Linked DNA regions of Mus musculus: all the other regions are linked to region 1. Evidence: chromatin contacts called from public promoter capture Hi-C and targeted proximity ligation data. All regions are on one chromosome and are shown on one strand. The core of a region is the stretch at or near the end of the contact, and the rest is flanking DNA. Distances in the headings are between cores, read along the strand shown. Region 1 holds the start of AW112010 (expressed sequence AW112010). Region 2 holds the start of A330040F15Rik (RIKEN cDNA A330040F15 gene). Region 3 holds the start of Mpeg1 (macrophage expressed gene 1).

Evidence for each region. Promoter capture Hi-C pulls out the DNA fragments that hold promoters and counts their contacts.
Region 2: a promoter capture Hi-C map of liver shows a contact between it and region 1. A contact is called at or near these places in 2 of 39 promoter capture datasets (both in liver).
Region 3: a targeted proximity ligation map of bone marrow-derived dendritic cells shows a contact between it and region 1, with 4 times the contacts expected there. A contact is called at or near these places in 1 of 39 promoter capture datasets (liver) and 2 of 130 datasets of targeted methods (bone marrow-derived dendritic cells and pancreatic cancer cells).

What each region holds. Positions count from the first base shown.
Region 1 is chr19:11,049,251-11,051,904 of GRCm38.p6, forward strand. AW112010 (expressed sequence AW112010) reads right to left here and starts at 1,316. Exons shown (of 3, transcript NR_102366.1): 1 at 1,138-1,316.
Region 2 is chr19:12,595,276-12,597,929 of GRCm38.p6, forward strand. It overlaps A330040F15Rik (RIKEN cDNA A330040F15 gene), which reads right to left and starts at 1,291. Exons shown (of 2, transcript NR_015503.1): 1 at 663-1,291.
Region 3 is chr19:12,459,424-12,462,077 of GRCm38.p6, forward strand. Mpeg1 (macrophage expressed gene 1) reads left to right here and starts at 1,347. Exons shown (of 2, transcript NM_001374668.1): 1 at 1,347-1,438; 2 at 1,728-2,654. The coding sequence starts at 1,778.

The DNA of each region.
Region 1 (2,654 bases), core at 66-2,565:
GGAACGCCAGGGCCAAGAAGAGGGAGTGGGTGGGTAGGGGAGTGTGGGGGGGAGGGTATGGGGGACTTTTGGAATAGCATTGGAAGTGTAAATGAAGAAAATACCTAATTAAAATAAAATAAAAATTAAAAAAAAAAAAAAGAAATTCTTCGCTTTGCATACCTCTGGCTCTTTATTTAAACTCCATGTTAGAAACTGAGTGATAAGCCCAGGTGGGGCCAAGTCACTGGACCCCTTTGCTCTGCTTCTCAATGAAGTCACAATGAATTCATTTTTTTCTACCTTCCACTCTTATTTGTTTAGTTGGCCCATTAAGGACTGGGTAGATGAATCTGGATTGCTTGAGCCTGGACTCTGACCCTGACAATTCTAGGTGCAGTCTGGAGCAAAACAGAGAGGCTCCTCTGGGTAAGAGTAGGATGTGAGGTCATGGACAAGAACAGTCAGAAAAGTGAGATGGTTAAAGGCTAGAGGGGGAAGGCAAAGCTAACATGGAGAGAGCAGGGCCTGTATCAAATGTTTTTTTCTAGGGCAGAGGAAGATTCTAACTACATACAGGGTGCCTCATCTTCAGAAGAGGGTACAGACTCCTGCCATTGTTCTGAGCTTTTAGAGAAAGCTAGATCATTAAAAAGTCTGCTGGGCTGGAACAGAGCTATTTTAAAAGGGGAAGGAATTAAGGCCTCTGCACGTTGAGAAAAAGTCAGTGAAGTGATCCACAACTGAGGAGAAAATCAGAAAGAACTTACACAGGAGGACCCAGGAGAAACTTACGCTTAAGTCCTTTGCTTTGTCCTTTCCAGATATTTCCGTGTGCGTGTGTGTGTGTGTGTGTGTGTGTGTGTGTGTGTGTGTGTATTTCCCGCAGCGCCTGGCTGGCCCTTCATATGCCTACCTAGTGCTGTCTCCTCTCTACATCCCAGGCTTAGAATTGAGTTCTGTGGTGTCAGACAGGAGATACCCACCCCACAAGAACTATATCTTCCTGGAAAAACAGACTTAGAAATAATAACAAACTAAATGCAAGCTTTCAAAGACAGAAGGTGACACTCATTCTCTCCAGTAAGCTGGGATGAGGCCTTCCATGGGCCTTCTTACCCACTATAGATTTCCCCTTACAGATCAAGAGGTACTTACGGGAGACATCTTGCAGCTCAGGTTGTCTGCTAGACTCCTGCTGATCTTCTCTTTGGTTTTTTATATAAAGTTTGAGAATGTCAGTTTCACTTTCCCTTTGAATTGCTTTGGGGCACTATTTGCTAAACAGGAGTGGACTGAAAAACCCCGAGTCTGAGAGAAGTTTACACAATTAGTTGGCCTATCCCACAAACAAACAGGAAGATCTGCAAACACAGCCCAAGAGCCTTTTCCCACTTGGGAAATTCCTTGCTTGGAACACAGTACAGTGTTGCCTGAGACAACTGCTTCATCCTTGGCTATGGAAATAAGCAGACATAATATGATATTTCAATGATTTAAAGCAAATGCTGATTTTTTTTTTTTTTTTTTTTTGGTAAGAGTAACACAAGTACATGGGTCAGTGGATATTCTTCAGGGCTCTCTAGGATGTGGTTTCAGGCAGGACACAGGATTACACTCAAGCGTGTATCTCCTGTGTTTGCATTTTCATCGTGGGTTGTAGGTTAAAGAATTAGCAGATGTGAATACAAGGAGAGTTCACTATTATACTGCCAGAAGCCAGAGGCTAGGAGAAGCCTGGAGGAGACTCTCCTCCCAGTCCTCCTGAAGGATGGAGCCTTGCTGACACCCTGAACTCAGACTTCCTGCCTCCAGAACCAAGGGACAATAGGTTTAATGAGCTCTCCTGTTGGTGCCACCTTGTTATCGTTGCTAAAAAGCCCATAGAGTGTCTGTGAAAGATCTTGTGTAGTGACAGGGAAGCAGTCACTGCTGGCACAGCCAGCTGACTGGTCAGATTGGGAGTAATAGAGGTGACATGGAAATATAAGGAAGAGGAGGCAATCCCCAGCAGAGACAGAAGGCCCCGCTCTCCATAGGGTGTGGTCCTTTGAGTGAGACCCCCCCACCTCATAAATTAAAAGCTTGGTTCCTGGTTGGGAACTGTTTGGGAAGAATTAGGGGGTGTAGCTTTGCTGGAGGAGGTGTGTCCCACTGTGCACATTCTCTCTCTTATTCCCTCTCTCCCTTCCCCCGATCCCCTCTCTTCTTCCTCCGCAGGAAGTACACTCTTAACTACCGCTCCAGTGCCATGCCGGCCTGCTTGATGCCCTGCTTCCCATTATGATGATTGCAGACTGTAACTCTCTGAAACTGTGGGCCTCCAAATTAATTAATTAATAAATAAGTTAATTAATTAAAATCAGTGGCCTTGGTCATATGTCTCTTCAGAGCAATAAAAAACAAAACAAAACACAACAATGAAGATAGGTGGAGGTTATCAAGTTGACTGGCAGGTCAAGAGAGCTGTCACTCAACATTGATCTTGGTCCCTTGCCTCTGAGGAGGAGGAGTGAAGGGCTTTTAGACTGGGTTGTGAGGCTCCAGAATGGAGACCCATTCTCTGTGTCCTAGGGCTCTGAGAGGGTGAGTGTATTCTAACTCAAGGAACTCGGGACATCTTTGCACTTGGAGGAAATCAACTAAAGACTCTGAAAGAGCTTATAAGGATTCCG
Region 2 (2,654 bases), core at 41-2,540, 1.5 Mb after region 1:
GGGGTTGTGTGGGGCAGCTTTAAAAGGTAACCCACACCTGGCCCCACACCTGGCACTAGGCTTTTTATTTGATAGTCATTAGTGTCTGGGGGTAGTTCTAATTAAACCCATTTTATGTATGTACATATACAACATCCAATGGGTACAGAGTATAAGAGTCTATTTCTTTGTTTCATATTGACTTTCAAAAGGCAGTACAATATTTCAGCCTGCTCTGATTTCTACATAGACAGCATAAAGTTTATACCATAAACGCATGCATCCCTTGGCACTGACTTTCAGTGGTCACAACTGTGACGTTTGACCAGCAGAGAGCATGAAAGCTCTAAGATGCTGGTGCAAACTGACAGAGGGCGTGGCTTCTGCATATCTGACACACCTCCAGGATTCAGGCCTGGATGAGGTAATAGCAGGCCAGAAGAAGAAGGCGTGGGGCTGAGCGTGCGTGTGTTCGTCAGTGTGTGTATGTCAGTGCGAGCAAAAGCCCTGGTGAGACTCAAGTGTAGGAGCTCTGGCCGCGGATACAGCCAGCGCTGAGCTGAAAACAGACAGGAAGTTAGTGGCTGCAAACCTCAGTCCCCGCGTTGGCCCCTGGGACCGGGATGGCAAGCGAGCTTTTGGACACCCGGGGACCCGGGAAGTATCCGCGGGCGTGAGCTCACCTTGGCGTTCTTCCGGGGAGGGGAGACACCTGGAAGCCTCTGAGCGGAGCCCCAGGGAGGGAGCTGTGCCACCGCCGTTGCCTGGCTCCCAGCGGAGAGAGGACGGAGGGCGTGACCATGCAACTCCAGCGAGGCTCAACTGGTGCGAGGCGGGTGCTGCGTCGCGCTTGGGCCGTGCGCCCTGGGTGGCTTTGCAAGGCGGGCGGCGAATGTGCAGGGTCAGGTTTTTTGCATGAAGCCGCTGGACCCCTCGGAGCAGCGGCAGCGACAGGGGCGGTGGAGCACAGTTGGAGGCGGGCAGCTACGGGTCCGCGTCCCGGTGCCTAAGCGACTGCAGACTCCCCCATGAACCACAGCTGAGGCTTCCCGGGAGGCGGTGGCGCCCGAGGCCGGGTGTGCAAGGACGGGGAAGGGAGCATCTCAGGGCACTTCATGCTCCAGACCTCAGCCTTGGACCCTAGTGGTGTAGGAATGGCTGACCGATCATGGCGGCTGGTGTCCCTACAGCCCTGCTGTGAAACACCACTTCAAGGCGGTGCTGCGCTGGTCCACGCGCGGGGCCAGCGTGGTGTTGGGCTAGGTGGAGAGACAGATTGCCCCCTACATCATCGACCTGCAGTCCATGAACCAGTTCCGCCAAGACACGGGTGAGCCATCCAAATCCCTGGTCTGTCCACTGACTCACCCAGTGACTAGCTTTGCTTACTGATGTCCTCACGTGATAGGTGTTGAGGGCAGGTGTTTCCCTTCCTTAGATCCTCACAGGATTCCAAGACCACCTTCAAGTATTTGTCCTGGCAAGTAGTTTAAATTGTCTTGATTATACAAACCCAGCTTCGGCCTAGCTGCAGGAGACCCCTTTATGCCCCCATCGCCACCCCCAGCCCCTACTGGCCCTTAGTGCAGGAATTCTAGGACTTTGCAGTTCCCAAGGAATGCGGGGTCTTCAGCAAGATACTGCTGGAGCCCTTTTACTGCTCACACCTCAGCTGACTTTGCTTTGCCTCAAGCACCTTTGGGGCTGCCGTACACCTCCCCCTCCCTTCAACCTGGCTGAATCTGGCCCTCTTCTATGGACCCCCCCTTCCCACTGACAACTCCTGGATGTAAGATTTGGGAAGCCGTAGGGTTCCTCAGTGTCTAGTTACAGTCTAGTGTGTGAAAAGTGCTGGAAAATTACTGGGAAGAGAGATTGGAGCCAGGGATTCCAGAGCTGGAGCATCTGGATGTGGTGGAGAGAAGAACCGGAGGACTGGGCTCCGGAATGCCTGGCAGAGAGGCTCCTCCCTTTGTCCACAGAGGACAGGACAGAGTGAACATTCTGCAACATTCTCCAACAGCCTGCAGAGTGGAGAATGTCTTTGCCAGCTATGCCTCAGACAGGGGCTGGGCGTCTAGAATATATAAAGAACTGCAGTAATTAAACTTCAAAATAGCTAGTCAATAAATCAGCCAATGAATGGAAGATACCGTTCGCAAAAGTAGGACCACATATGGACACCAGAGATTAAAAAGGCGTTCAGCATTCTTAGTTACCAGCTGAGTGAAAATTGAAGCTACGTTTTGGATTCCATCTTCCCCTAGTGACAATTACTAAGATAAAGAAAAGAGACAGCAGTGCTGTTGAGGTAATGTAACCTAGTACAGCCATTATATAAATTAGTATACATTTCTAAAAATTAAAAAAACAGAACTTCCCTATGATCCAGATATACTTCTGAGTGTGTGAGTGTGTGTATGTGTGTGTGTGTGAGTGTGTGTGTGTGTGTGTGTGTGTATTCTACCACAGAGATACCTGCACATCCACATTTATTGGTTTTCTATTCAAAATAGCAAAGAAATGGAACCAGCCCAAATGGAGCCAACAGATGAATGGATAAGGAAAACGTGGCACATATATAAATGGTATTTATTCAGCTGTAAAGAAAAATGAAATCACATAACTTACAGAAAAATGAATGAATATGGGAATTAGAAAAAAAAACCCTCCAG
Region 3 (2,654 bases), core at 97-2,596, 1.4 Mb after region 1:
AATAGAAGAGTGCACTTACTGAGTTATTGCAAGCACTCAAGGGCGTTCAAGTCTCAGCTTTTAAACTCTAGGTGCTGTCTCCTGAGGTATAAATACATAACCCTGCTTATATATGAACTAGAGCACCCTCTGCAGTGACTCGGCTGGGTTCTCCAACTTGGTATAGCTTGGACATCGTTCACAAACTCATTCCTCATTGGAGGCTGGTGTGAGTCAGTTTCCCCAAACACCTTGGCATGAATAGAACCATGCTAAGGCTTTTATGGATTTACAGAACACCACTGGAGCCTGGATCATGGCTAGGGAAGCTCAAGTCCTTCAAAAATGCTTTGTTGCTTCCTCAATGACAACCTGAGATAATTTAGTTCGTTAAGATCTTCACAGCCTATACACAGGTGGTAGTCTTCACCCACGGCTGAAACATGTTTCTGCTTTTAAAGTCTTAGCCCTGCATCTTGCTCCTAAAATGATCTGGGGTGCTATGAGGGTGCTGTGTGAAGATTTATTATCTGCTATAGAGTTCCTGGCTGCTGCTAAATGAACCAAGACACTCCAGGTGTTACAACTGTGTAATTCACCTAAGCCTCCCTTAATTCTGATACTTGATCGCTAGCACAGACTACTCCTCTCTGAATCACAAATCTAAAGGAGCTAGTATCACTGCTAGACAAAAAGAAGAGGTGGGTGTTGAGAAAAGAGTGCTCATTATGTTTTCCTGACAATAGAAGAAATGAATTTTAGTACTTTTAACCCATGTAATAAAGAGCATGTTTCCTTTTTTGCTGTCTTTGCTGACAAAAAAGTTTTTGGATGAAAAAGTTAAACGTGTGGTCAGTTGCTGCTTAGTTTAAAAATTGCACACATGGAGACGATCAGACAAATGTGTGGACACAAGCACGGATGCTCCTGGGCCGTTTGTATGCTTTGAGTAAACCAAACTTTGCAAATTTGTAGTGTGGCTTTTGTCTTCTCTTGAATATTTCTCTCTGAACGGAGAAAAACAGAACAGCGTGGAAGCCCTCACCCTCACCCAGGATGCCCAGAACAATTCAGGGTGAGGGTTCCCAGCAAACGGAATGCTTTCCTGAGCAGTTCAGCCCTAGATAAGTCTATCTCCAAAATAGGACTGTTTGAGTTTGTAACAATGAGACCTCACAAAGCATGCATCTGAGGTTATCTATTTATTTATTTATTTATTATTTTACACTTTTGTTCTCAGGGGGCAGGCCCCAACTTCAGTGTACCAATGAGACATCTAAGATTTGTCCTTGACACAGAGTAGCCTGGAGGCGGGGTATGTAAATAAGCACAAGGTTGCTACTAACTCCTGCGTTTCCAGTAAAAAGAAACTAATACTGTGATTTCACAAAAGAAGAGAAAGGCAGGTTTTGAAGTCAAAGAGAGTGAAACAAAAGCCAGACAGAGCCTTCTGACAGAGGTAAGTTGTTGAATCCACACTTTTACTGGGTGCCAAACCCCTGTGTAGAAGAAAGGCAGGGTGAGGGACATAGGGTGTGTGTGGGGGGGGGGGGATTGAAGAGTGTATCTTTGCATATCCAGAGTAGAATAATTTTTACAAGGTACTAATGGTCTCTAATATTCCAACCAGCTTTCACTTCTCTGTTTTGCAATTGGAGCAGCATAAAGAGGAACTGATGGTTTTAGGAGAACTGTAGAATTTTCTGTTTCAACAACCGCTTTCTTTTCCATCCTTCTGTTTGCCCCAGTCTTGTTGGTGAATGCTTAGGGCTGGTATATGGCCAAAACCATCTGCGCCATGAACAGCTTCATGGCCTTGGTCCTCATCTGGATGATAATAGCGTGTGCTGAAGCAGACAAGCCTCTTGGAGAAACGGGTACCACTGGATTTCAAATATGCAAGAATGCCCTGAAACTACCTGTCTTGGAGGTCCTACCAGGAGGAGGCTGGGATAATCTGAGAAATGTAGACATGGGACGGGTGATGGACTTGACATACACCAACTGTAAGACCACAGAAGATGGGCAGTACATCATCCCCGATGAAGTGTATACTATTCCTCAGAAAGAGAGCAACCTGGAGATGAACTCAGAAGTCCTGGAGTCCTGGATGAATTACCAGAGTACCACCTCACTTTCTATCAACACAGAACTCGCCCTTTTCTCCAGAGTCAACGGCAAGTTCTCTACTGAGTTCCAAAGGATGAAGACCCTTCAAGTAAAGGACCAAGCTGTGACTACCAGGGTTCAGGTAAGAAACCGGATCTACACAGTGAAAACCACCCCAACTTCAGAGCTCAGCTTGGGGTTTACGAAGGCACTTATGGACATCTGTGACCAACTAGAGAAAAACCAGACGAAGATGGCCACCTACCTGGCAGAGCTCTTGATCCTCAACTATGGCACACACGTAATCACTAGTGTGGATGCTGGGGCTGCACTGGTTCAGGAGGATCACGTAAGGTCCTCCTTCCTTCTGGACAACCAGAATAGCCAGAACACCGTGACCGCTTCTGCAGGGATTGCCTTCTTAAACATTGTGAACTTCAAAGTTGAAACAGACTACATTTCTCAGACCAGTTTGACGAAGGACTACCTGTCGAACAGGACCAACTCCAGGGTGCAGAGTTTTGGAGGGGTTCCCTTCTATCCAGGCATCACCTTAGAAACCTGGC